4 separate regions of the Hordeum vulgare genome follow, and regions 1, 3 and 4 are each linked to region 2. The links are chromatin contacts, called in public Hi-C maps. All regions are on one chromosome and are shown on one strand. Each heading gives the region's core, a stretch centred on a gene start, on an enhancer-like site or on the middle of the called end of the contact. The rest is flanking DNA. Distances are from core to core; before and after follow the strand shown. Region 1 has its middle 63 kb from the start of LOC123426318. Region 2 has its middle 290 kb from the start of LOC123426316. Region 3 holds the start of LOC123430104 (protein transport protein SEC31-like). Region 4 holds the start of LOC123430105 (L-ascorbate oxidase homolog).

What was found. A called contact is a pair of places that touch in the nucleus more often than the background predicts.
Region 1: a contact with region 2 is called in a Hi-C map of seedling, with 3 times the contacts expected there. The contact joins two enhancer-like sites. A contact is called at or near these places in 3 of 6 Hi-C or Micro-C datasets (leaf and seedling).
Region 3: a contact with region 2 is called in a Hi-C map of leaf, with 5 times the contacts expected there. The contact joins the promoter of LOC123430104 here to the enhancer-like site in region 2. A contact is called at or near these places in 4 of 6 Hi-C or Micro-C datasets (leaf and seedling).
Region 4: a Hi-C map of leaf shows a contact between it and region 2, with 8 times the contacts expected there. The contact joins the promoter of LOC123430105 here to the enhancer-like site in region 2. A contact is called at or near these places in 3 of 6 Hi-C or Micro-C datasets (leaf and seedling) and 1 of 1 datasets of contacts at active chromatin or transcription factors (embryo).

What each region holds. Positions count from the first base shown.
Region 1 is chr2H:372,811,697-372,814,543 of MorexV3_pseudomolecules_assembly, forward strand. No RefSeq gene overlaps it. Among protein-coding and RNA genes, the nearest start is that of LOC123426318, 63 kb to the right of the region's middle. Within about 2 kb of position 1,560, at least 3 of the 3 cell types and tissues checked have open chromatin away from gene starts, as enhancers often do. A contact at or near this core is called in leaf and seedling, where this site is marked.
Region 2 is chr2H:372,115,054-372,118,246 of MorexV3_pseudomolecules_assembly, forward strand. No RefSeq gene overlaps it. Among protein-coding and RNA genes, the nearest start is that of LOC123426316, 290 kb to the right of the region's middle. Within about 2 kb of position 1,813, at least 3 of the 3 cell types and tissues checked have open chromatin away from gene starts, as enhancers often do. A contact at or near this core is called in leaf and seedling, where this site is marked.
Region 3 is chr2H:371,311,043-371,314,209 of MorexV3_pseudomolecules_assembly, forward strand. LOC123430104 (protein transport protein SEC31-like) reads right to left here and starts at 1,637. Exons shown (of 1, transcript XM_045114015.1): 1 at 1-1,637. The coding sequence starts at 697. The coding sequence ends at 239.
Region 4 is chr2H:371,434,751-371,437,745 of MorexV3_pseudomolecules_assembly, forward strand. LOC123430105 (L-ascorbate oxidase homolog) reads right to left here and starts at 1,284. Exons shown (of 6, transcript XM_045114016.1): 1 at 834-1,284; 2 at 434-543; 3 at 1-309. The coding sequence starts at 971.

The sequences.
Region 1 (2,847 bases), core at 310-2,809, 700 kb after region 2:
TGCTTCCACAAGGTTACCTACAAACACCGGCATTGCATACAACAACAGTTCCTACAACAACGATGTTGTTTCGGTGACGGCTGTGACGGAGTGACATTTTTTGCAACATGGTTTTATTGAATAAAATAGCAATAAGGGGTTTGTTGCAAGAATACACAAAAGGGGTTGGAGATGCTGCTGTAAATTTTGCAACAAGAGTATTTCTGCAAGAATATAGAGAAGAGGTTGAAGATGTTGCACTTTTGCAATTGGGATCTTGTTGTAGGAATTCTGTTTGCAACAAGAATTTTGTTGTAGGAAAACAAAGATTTTTTTTTTGCAAATGAGATCTTGTTGCGGGAATGAGGTTTGCAAATGGGGCTTGTGGTAGAAAATAGAACAGTGGAACCCACGGCTCACATCATATAATTGAACGGCTTGGAAGGCGGCGGATCTTTTAAAAGATCCGCCGACACACATTTAGGAGGCCTCAACAAAAAATATATAACATGTATGGTTAATAGTACCCACCAAAAATACTTATAATGTATTAAAAATATATTAAACCTGTATTTGGAAAAGGTGTATATGTGTAATGTTCCTGATGTATAATGTCTTTTACATCGTGTAAGAAAAAATTAGTTATTGAACATTTTGTTTAAATTTATTAATAACTTATTTGAAACATGTTAAATGTGTATTTTAAAAATGATAATAATTTTGTATAAATAATGTTCCTGACATATAACAAATGTACAATGTGAAGTAAAAGATTATACATAAAAATGTATATTTCAAAATGAAATAGAGAAAACAAATAAAAAGTAAAAACTTAATAAAACAAGAAAGAAAAATAAAAAAACCCTGAAAACAGAAAAATAAAACACACTAAAGCCAAAGAAATCGAAGAAACAAGAAAAAAACTAAGAAAGAAACGAAAAAGATGGTCACGAATGAGCGAGCAAACAGGAACGAGCAAAATAGGCCAGCTAAGACTGTACGGCCACGAAAGCTTTAGGCGAACCATAGCTAGTCTCGGCGGCAAACCCTATTTAGTGACAAAGGCGTCGGTTACAGGCAAAAAGTGTTAACCGGCGTCTGCAGCGCTCTACAATGGGCCGGCCTATCTAGAAATTCATCATGAACTTTTTTATCCCGTAAACTATTTTAGTCTACGAACTTTTTTTGAAATTGGTGAACTTTTTCCAAAATAGATGATTTTTTTATTTGAAATCGATGAACTTTTTCTAAATCGGTGATCTGTTTTTAAAATGAACGAACATAATTTAAAATTCATAAACTTTTTCCAAAATTAGTGAACACTTTTTAAAAATTGTTGAACTTTTTTTCAAAATCGACGATATTTTGGTTGAATTCTATTAACTTTTTGAAAAATCATGAACGTATTTCCCAAAGTCGGTGATTTTTTTTTCATAATCGTTGGTTTTTTCGAAAATCTAAAGTTTTTGAAAATTCTGTAACTTTTTTTCCTTTTTTAATAACCATTTTATATGGGCTGGTCCATAAAGATGGGCGCAGCAGGCGCCTGTTCCCTTAGTGGCGCCTGAAGCGCTACATAGGAGGTCCCAGTCTCGGCTTACGCTAGATATATAGCTCTCACGGCCGGAACTAGCTTCCGTAGGACGTACACGTCTAACCTAACTTGCCGGCTCAAAAATAAAAATATATCGCAGTCGCTCGCTCTAGCTCGTTTTATTTCTCTTCTGTCAAAAAAAACTCGTTTTATTTCTCATGAGTGGAGCATCATCGAGTGGTGCCGTTTGAAAGGAAGTTGTGCGTATATTTTCATTTAAAAAATATATAAAATCCTTGCTTCTTTCTAAAAAACATCTTACAAAAAATCCTTACCTTCATCTAAAAAAGAAGTAAAAAAGTAAAAGTAAAAAACAAAATTACCACCACAGTCTACCAGCGAGCCCCACTTTGCATAATCCACCATTCAAAAAATACCTTACGTCCTGATTTCCATCTAAAAAAATACATTTAGAAGATAATCCCCACCTTCATCTAAAAAGAATTCTCAAAAACTTCTTATTGCAGCCAAACAACTTGCGCCATGTGCCATGCACTTCACGCCAGGCTTAATGGGTTTAAATTTCGCTTGCTCATTAAAGAAAAAAGTTTCACCTGGTTTGACGAAGCCAGTTATGGTATTCTTATAGATCTGAAAATTTCATGTAATCAAAATCGACCATGATTTTTAGGGATTTTAGAAAAATGTTTCAAAAATAAAAAAGTTCATGAATAAATAAAATATGCACAAATTTGGAAAACAACCAAAATTTAAAAAATATTATAAATATAAAAAAGTGTTCGGATTTATCTTAAAGATAAGCATGTATTTAATAAAAATAATCATTATATTTGAGTAATCACGAATGTGCAAAAAAGGAATTTTAAAATGTTCGCGTTTAAAAAAACGAAAATAAAAAATAGAACAAAAGAAACTTAAAAACGACGAATAAACACAAAAGAAAAATACGGTCTCAACGAGAAAACAAACCATTCATGGAATTTTAAAAACTTCAAACACCATAAAATCACTAGTTAGGAAATATTTCTTTGAAAGGTCACTCTCAAATTTTTTAATGATGATAACTTTCGCAACAATATGCTTTCGCGGGGAAGCACAATTGTACTCCATGGACTTGGCAAACGAAAACTATAAAAAACATTTAAAAAATAAGAGGCAAGCCAAAAAATGAAAAACACAAAATAAAACTCACAATAGGGAAGCACCCACGGTGCGCCACATAACGTTACTAGGATGCATCACATGGCATGTTGGGCGTTCCCACGGTAAGGGAAGTATTTTTCGTCGGGTACCTGCCAACTACTTGCTCACAA
Region 2 (3,193 bases), core at 563-3,062:
GTATTAGCTGTCGGTAGGTATTGCCTGACACTGCTAGTATATGTCCTTGTGGCGGGCGTATCCTCAATCCTGCCATAGGTGAGTTATGTACAAAACATATGAGAAGTGCGCACTTGTGGCTGGCAGCACAAATGCCAACCATTGCTTTTGAACTACTTGTGACGTTATCTGTTTAACACCCGCCATTGCTAACTTTTTATTTCAAAATGAAGGCAAATGATTTGCCTCATCCATTAAAAGCACAAAGAGTTGCTCGGTTAATTGATGAAAAACCATACGAAAACCATCACAACTCGCTAAGCGGCGCACAAAAGAAACCCCCACATGCCAATCCAAAGAGGGTCTCATCAAGACAGCACAACAACGTCATCATCATCGCTTCTCCCTTAGAGGTGTCATCGCCACCCCAAACTCTGAGAAACGACGATAGATGATCGTCGAACCAACCCACAATGAAAAGGTTGTGTGGAGACACATGAAGATCCGTGCGCGACCTCACCCATTGTGAAAAGACAAACACAACTCTCACACCAACAGAGAGCTACGAAGGAGAACCAAGCAAGATTGATGTCTTGGAAGATCACTGAACGAACCACCTACAACCTGTCATCGTACATCACTAGGCCCCGCCGTCGCAACTTTAACTTGACAGCAACAAACCAGCCAAGGCCATCCCACGAACACGTCGAAGAAGTGCCGACTACCGCAACTAACGTCGCGTCTTGAACATCACTCTCTGTGGCACCATTGCCACGCCCGCGATGCACCATCAAGCGTCTCTCCCCCATCACCCCCGCTCCCTCGCCGCGCGAGCGCGACCATCGCACCCAAGCGCCCGTTGGAGTGGCCATACCGCACCGCCCAACTCGAGCGGGAGGAGAAAATGGCCATGCCGCCACCGCGTAGTGCAGGCTTTGCCTGATGACGCATGCCGACGGTGGCGAGGGGCGGTGAGGTGTGACACGCGCGACGGCTATGGTTCGCTCCTCGCCACCCGCGGGAGCGACCAAGGAGCGTTCTCGTCCGTTAATGTCGTCACTGCTAACTTTTCAAAATAGCTTTAATGACTTGTTCGATCGGCACTAATTTCTGTTCACTTATAAGTCATTATACGTCATTTTCCAGTAGTGCAGACTTATTTGGTAGCTGCTACTTCTTTCTCGCAATCCATAGCTCCACGCGAGGAGGGCACTTGAACATTGCGTGGAGTCATCATCACATAGCTGACCACAGCCAAGTTTGGATACTTGCGGCAAGACAGCATTCGCCTAGAGTAAGCTAGGAACACGGTGATTAACCATGCTGCCATGCATGTCAGCGCAGTATCATTGCTCCATGCTATGGACATTCACTAGCCGTTAGAAGACTCGGAACCCTCTGACCGCGTTCCCTTGCAAAGACATAGCATACGTGCTCCCTTTTTAAATACTCTTCGAAATTAATTGTCACATAAATATATAAAAATAAATGTATCTAAAAAAATACATCTAGGTATATTCATTCTTATGACAATTATTTTCGGGCCGAAGAAGTATAAGTTTCATAGAGAAATTCACTAAATACATAGAGCAAAATGATTGAATCTACACTCTAAAGTATATCTATATATATTCGTATGTAATTTTTTAGTGAAACATTTAGAAAAACTTATATTTGAAAATGGTGGAGGTAATTTTTTATTTTTTGAGGGATGCAAAGACATATTCATAGCATTCTTTTGCTTGCATGCTTCCTATGGACAACGCAATTACTCAAACGTCAGGTTCGGGTGGTTTGCTTCGGACCAGACTGCTCCCCGTGACTTGTTGATAGGAGCGTCTACAGGCCAGCTAGTTATGGGTTGGGCTGTTGATCGATGGTGTTAAGCCCTCGGGCTGATCAGGGGCTAGGGTGTCATCTCGTTTTCTTTTTAAATCAATGTACAAATCAGCTACGGTTTCTCATGGATTCAAAGAAGGGCTGGCCGACTGCTCTAGTGATCAATTATTTCTACTACTCCCTTCGTTTCTTTTTTACTTGAATTATAAGACTTGTTTGTAGTCAAACTACTCAAAAATTACCAACATATATTAAAAACAATCAACATCTCCAATACTAAAGTTCGGAGCTGGAGCTAATGTGACCCTGATGCACCATTTAACCATAGTATAAATTTTTCAAGCACCGATATACTAAATATTTTTCAAGCACCGATGCACTGGATAAGGATGTATTTCAGACATAAACTACGTTGATGTATAAATACAAAATGCATTTTTTTAATATAATGATAAAATAAAAAAACTTGCATGACATGAACTATATATATAGTTATTAGTGTTAAAACACTGTCCGATGCCCCACGTTTAGCAAAAACACATTCATGTAAATATATTTAAATAGGGTTTAATTCAGTACAATCTTTACAACTTGTAATTTTTTAGGGAAAATAACACATAAAATTATATACGAAGCACAATTAGAATCGAGGGAGTCATGATTGTAATCTGTAGAAGAAAAACATCTAGAAGAGAGGGAAGACAAGTAACAGGAGCCGGCTTGCCTTACTTCCTCGCAGGATGTCGTAACTGCGGGTAGCCGCGTGGCCATGTGCCGGGCGCCTGGCCGCTCGGCATCGGAACAGATCAAATCAAATGTCAATCATATCGATATAGACATGGGGTATATGTGGATCACTTGCCGGCGGCCACCGCTGCGATCGTTGGTTGTTCTCGGCTGTTCGAAAGTCGGGACAACAAAAGCCGACGAGAGGAGACGGTTTCCTAATCAATTGTTCTTTGAGCAAACCCTAATCAAGGGATGGATTTGCTATGTTCATCATATAGCCGGATCGATTGATCGTGCGTGCGTGCATAAGTGCCTACCGTGTGCAGCAAACGTTCTTGATGTGGGCTGCAACGTACATAAGTGGCAGTACACGGATCGAATGGATCAGCGTTGAGCACGAGAGCCTTCTAAAGACAGATTTCATGGGCCGTGTAGCACTTCTGCTTGCCTACCTGATGCCTTGAGCTTTATACCTGGTAATCAGTACTAAAAACGTATTTGGACCATGTAGCATGTGCCACAGGGTGGTCCTATTGGGCTCCGTCCCTGAAAGTTATATTGTAAGAAAATTAATTTCATGATGTATTCAATGATATTGAATTCGTACTATCAATGTTGATATTGTTTCAGATAAAGTTGGTCAAAT
Region 3 (3,167 bases), core at 387-2,886, 800 kb before region 2:
AAGGCCAGATTCGTATTTTGTTTCCCTTAAAGGTTATAACAAAAAAAAATTGGTCGTGATGATGGTCGTCTACAATGAGTAAACCAGGCTTCCATTTTTCAGGTTGGGTCTGTCTCGCCTCTCTCGCTCGTGTCGCCCTCCCCCGTGGGCGACCCAGGCAAACCCTAGCTGCCACACCAGTCCCCTCCCCTAGATCTCCCCTCCTTCGTCGTCGCTGGCAAGCGGCGAGGTCCTCCTTCTATCCCTCTTGCACGGCCTGGGAAGCATGGGGGCGCTCGGCCGGGAGAGGCGTGGGGCGCGGTGCGCGCCGGCAAGTGGGCGCGACGAGATGGCGCGGCACGCGTGGTGCACGCGGGCGATGGCTGCGACGCGAGCTTGCGACGATCGCGGCGGGCGCGACGCGAGCAGGCTGACGATGCGGCGAGTGTGGCACGTGCAGGCGGAGGGGCTGCGGCACCACGCTACCGGTGACGGCGCCCTGGATGTGGGACACGGCGGCGCATCTCGACTTGTTTGGGCCTGATCTGGGCTCAGCGGGGTCGCTCGTCCTGGGCTGACCAAGCATTGCCGCTGCTCGACAGGGCGCTCCCGGCGCAGATGGTGGTGGTGCTGCCTCGAGGAAGGAGAGGTTGCGAGATGGTGGTGGTCGGTGGGGAGAGCCGGAGTGGAATGGCGCCACCGTCTGGTGGCGTTGCATCCTTCAGGTTTGTGGCTAGCTCGGCGTGCTATGGCAGGTGATGGCGTGAGGGTATGGTGGCCCGCGGGTGACGAATGGCACCGTCGATGGGCGTTGCATCCACCCGTAGGATTGGCCACACGCCGGTCTGTCCTGGGAGTTGCTTGAGGTGGCAATCATCCCCACTGCCAGCGGTATAGGATGGCCTCTCGTCGGTGGTCTGGTCTTGTTGCTCGCTTTCAATGGTCTGTGTGTGGATTGTGGGCATGATGTTGTTGTGGACGACGGCGACACCTGCGGGCGCCGTGACCTTCTTAAAGGTGTTGTCTAGGACCTTATCATCCTCCTCCCGTGCAACAGGGGAAACCCCAGATCGAGCAAGCTGGTTCAGGCAGTGGCGGCGCTATGCGTCGTTACCTTCTTGGAGGCACTGTTCGGGTTGCTCGCGGAGTGCTACTATAGTGTTTGGTGCTAGAGTTGGCCTCCACTTAGAGTGTGGGCCCCAAGGGTGCAATGTACACTGATGCGGCATCTCTTCGACGACGCTTTCCTCAGGTCCAGTCAGGTCATGTTGTCCACTCCTCTCTCTTTTCGGCATCATGGATGGACCGTACGTTGACGCGTGCTTGCCTGGGGTTTGGTTTGTTTGCTTCAGTTGTAAAGCGTTCTTGTGACTCTGTGTCCTGACCTCTCGCCATCTTGGCATGGTTTAGGCAAGGATTTTCCTTGTTGTTGTGTGTATGGTTGTGCGTTGTAAGCCGGTTGACAACTTCTGTATGGTTTTCGGGTTCGGTTTTTCTTATAAACTAGACCAATCCTTCTTCTGTTCAATGAATTTAGCAGTGATTCTGCTGACTTTAAAAAAATACAATGAGTAAACCTGCGGCAGGTTACACTATGTAGCATGTGTAGGTATTAAATGCATGGTCGGTTGGAGTGGCTCTATGTGTGTGATGGAAGTTTTGTGCATACACGGACACCGCGTCTCATTTGCTTGGCTTTCCGAGCACCGCCCTTGTGACATCATGGCTAACGTTTTTGGAGCCCTCGCCTCAATTAAGTGAGGATTCACTGGATGATAAGTTTTCACAAAGATTTGCACGCCATTACATGGTTTTTTTCCCTCTCTTGTATTATAGTAAAAAAAGGCTTCTATGTCTTTCTTCGATTCGTCCTTATTTTTAGGATGGCCCATCTCTTAGTGGACTTAGGATACCCCAATTTTTATTATGCTTACAAATGCCCCCATCATAATTCCTCCTCACTTTAGAAGGAGGCCACAAGCAAGGCTATAGATGAGGACGCTCCATAGGTTGACGAGGACGATGCGTCGTATGTTGATGTCGGCAGTAGGTGCGCATATCGAGCATGGTGCGTGCAAGGTTGACCCTGCAAGGTCGGCATCCCACGGGCCGAGATCGTGTAAGATGGAAAGAACAACGACGAATCATTTGTGGCGTGGGAGAGCGAAACAAGAGGTCTCCTCGACACCACCTGCAAAGGTGGAGTCCACCGTCGTCTCCGCTTTTTAGATAGGTGTTTCTTTTTTTATTAGGAGAGAGGGAAAAACACACACAATGTGATCGTGTTGAAAGCCAAGACGGATCGGAATAAAAGTCCGACCAACTCGAGGCCCACGATATGTCCCACACGACATCTCATCTCTTGAGAAATAAAGGAACTTGTTCGATTGACAATCCCTATTCGTCTTGTTTTTTTTTTATCATTTTCAGATATTTGTGAACACTTTACAAACCTATGAACATTTTAGAAATCGTGAACAATTTTTGCCATTCATGTGTAGTATTTGAATTCACGGACATAATTTCCATATATACGAACATTTTATAAAATTCATGAACATATTTTTCAATTTGGAAAAGTTCTTAAAATTCATGGACATTTTTTAAATACCGCGAATATTTTTAAAATTCATGAAAACCATTTGAATTTGTAAAAAAATGAATTGCTGAATATTTCTTGAAATGCTTACAAATATTTTTTAAATTTACGAACAATTTTCGGATGCAAGTAGAATTTTTATCATTCAAGAATAATATTGAAATTCAATAATATTTTTAACTCGGCTACAATTTTTTGAACTAACAAACATTTTTTGAATTCAACAACATTTTTTTTTAAAGAAACTAGAAACAAAAATAAAAATAACCAATAAAAAGAAACAGAAAAATTAGGGAAGGCCCGCCCTTTATTTTTGAATAAAAAATAGCCAAAATAGAAAGATTTTTTTTATTTCACGAACTATTTTTCTAATAAAAAATATTTTAAAATTCAACAATAATTTGGAAATTCAAGAACATTTTCCCGTTCGAGAATAATTTTTTGGACTTATGATTTTTAAATTTTTCAAAACTTTTAAATACTCATGAACATTTTTGAAATACAAAAATGTTTTTTTAGTATGGAATATTTTTAAAGAAGCATAAAAGGGAAACAGAAAATAAATAACAAATAAAAAGAAATGAAGAAA
Region 4 (2,995 bases), core at 34-2,533, 680 kb before region 2:
GGGAGCGGCGCGCCGGAGTCGAGTGTCTGGCGGAGCTGGTCGTGTCCGGCGAGGTACCAGTCACCGACGAGGAGTGTGAAGTCGCCGGCGGGGAGCGGGTAGGGGACGGGGATGGAGGGCCGCTGGTAGACGTTGAGGGCGCCGAACCCCCCGGCGGCGCGGTGCAGCGCCACGGAGGGGAAGTAGGTGAAGGTGCCGATCTGGTCCTTGGCCTGGAACTTGTAGGTGTAGTTGGCGCCTGGCGGGATGGGGCAGTTGGTCCCCGCCACGCCGTCCTGCCATGAGTTCTTGCGCTGCTTGATCCCGTTCCTGCATTTTTGCATTGGCGTTTGCAAGTAGAGAGTGAGCTCGGCCAAGAAACCTTGTCCGCCACCATTGGTGTCGTCCGGTTGCAAGAAGATAGGAGGTTGGGGAAGAAGTTGAATATACGGACCATGTGATGAGGAACGGCTCGTCGAGGTTGTTGACCACGTTGACGATGAGGTTGTCGTTGGTGACGCAGTCGATGCGAGGGCCCGGGAACTGCCCGTTGATCAGGATGCCCTTGAACAAAGATTACTGGTCAGTCAGTCCGATAATTATTTTTTTCCCTCACCTCACCGGTATGGTGACTAGTACTAGTAATTTTCACGGTACCACTAAATTGCAAGTAAAAAAAAATTGGGACGAAACTGGCATCAACCAACATTGTGGAAAATTTGGGCATGAAAAATCACCAGTCATGAGCAATATTTGGCATTTGGGAAGCACCCAGAAACGACAAAGTGAGAGGGTACCCCCAATCTATGTAGCAAAATGCAGGGAGGTGGCCACCCACATTGGTTGTAGCGTACCTGCTGGGTGGTGCCGAGCGGGTTGATGGGGCCATACGTCACAATCCAGGTGAAGTAACGGTAGGGGTCATCAGCGCCGGCGAGCCTCGCCGCCAGGAGGAGCAGGAATGCCAATGGCAGAGAAGGCCTGGGAGGCATGGAAGGCGGCCCGGGAAGAAGCTCTAGATCTGGAAGGAGTGAGTGGAGTCGCAGAAAGAGAAAGAGAAGGAGATGGCCCTTATTATAGCTGGAGCTGCTATCTTTCGCCGGCCGCAGCTGTGCTCGTGCTTTGCGTTAACAAACCGGAATTGGAAGGGAAAGTATGCTGGGATGCAAGTTGCGGGGCGAAAGGAAAGGGTATAAATGGAGGAGGACGGCGGGAGTAATAAAGCGAGCGGGGAATGCGGCGTTGAGCTACGGCGGCAGGGGAATGAAAGTGGCGAGGAAGAAGACAGCTTGGGCCGAGCTGTCCCCCTCCCCTCTTTTCAGTCCACGGTACGCTGCGGCAGGCTCCCTAGTCACTCTCGGCTGCTCACTCGCTCCGGTCCGGTGTGAACGCAGCTGCGCTGTCCAGTCTGCTAATTTCCTTCCTTAATAGTGGGTGTACGGTAGATATACCGTGTACTCGCTGCTGCTGATATAATTGCCGGTAAATGCAGAAACTTCGAGTACTGCAAAACCTTTCTCATTTTTCCTTCTCTTCAGTGGAGTGGTTAGTCCTAACCCTAGGAACATGCACTGCTCTGCATGCATGGTACGGCTAATTCCGACTTTATAGAGACTTCCGGATTCAAATTCACAGGATATATTAGTATACTTCAACTGCCCGGCAGTTCAAAGTACATGTAGTCGTGGTGGACTACTGTTTGCTTTTGCCGCCGTGGAAAGTGTTGTGTGTCTGGCTCCATAATAACATTATTACATCGTTTCCCAAAAGAAGCTAATGGTATCTCTCTCTCCCTCTATTTTTTAGGGGAGAAGCTAATGGTATCGTTAACTGGATATCATCCTTTTTTTTCCTGGGTTTTACTCTGTCATTGATCTTTCTTTTCATTATTAGCAGGACAAAATCGTTGTATATGTACATTACCACTGAGCTGAACAACTTCTCTGTAAAAGAAGCTTCTTCTCTGCAATGAGGAAGGAAGCTTAGCTTGGAAGAAAACCAAACCAAAAGAGTATCCACACCCAGCACTCTGGCACCGGCAGTAAAGAGAAAAGGGAACACTCCAGCATGCTTACCGACTCTTTTCATGGCTTTAATACTACTCTACATACGCTAATTGTGCAGATGTTTTCCTTTTGTTATAATAACGCATAGAGCTTTCTCTATCATACGGTGCCAGTCTAAAGTCTAAAGAATGACGGGCAAACATTCGTTCTGAAAGAATACAACCATACTCTCTTGTATAAACAATACTGCTACAATCGTAGAATGTTTATCCACATCACACAGCCCTGATAATGTTTACTAAGACAGCCACCAATAGATTAACAAAGATAGCCGATTCAGTTGTTCAACCAACACAGTCAGCGTTCATGCCTGGGCGACACATTTTGGAGGGTGTTGTTGTGGTTGACACTTTCATTCATAAGGGGAGTGTCGGTGTTAAAGTTAATGATGACATTGCTAATTTCTTTCAAACACATAAGGGGTTAAGACAGGGGGATTCAACGTCTAGAATATCGTTTAATATAGTAGCAGATATGTTGACAATACTCACTGAAAGAGCCAAAGAGAAAGGACAAATAGGTGGTCTCATTCCACATCTGGTAGATGGAGGTGTGTCCATTCTACAATATGCGGATGATACAATCATTTTCATGGAACATGATATGGAGAAAGCGAGGAATATGAAATTAATTTTATGTTTGTTTGAACAACTATCGGGGTTGAAAATTAATTTTAACAAAAGTGAACTCTTATGCTTTGGGAAGGCAAGAGAAGAGCAAGACGCTTATCGACAGCTATTTGGTTGTGAGATGGGTTCTCTACCTTTTAGCTATCTTGGGATCCCTATTCATCACAGACGGTTAACAATTAAAGAATGGAAATGTATTGAAGAAAGATTTGAAAAGAAACTAAGTTGCTGGAAGGGCAAGCTTATGTCATATGGAGGTAGGTTGGTTTTAATAAACTCTGTTTTAACAAGTCTACCCATGTTCCTTTTGTCTTTTTCCGA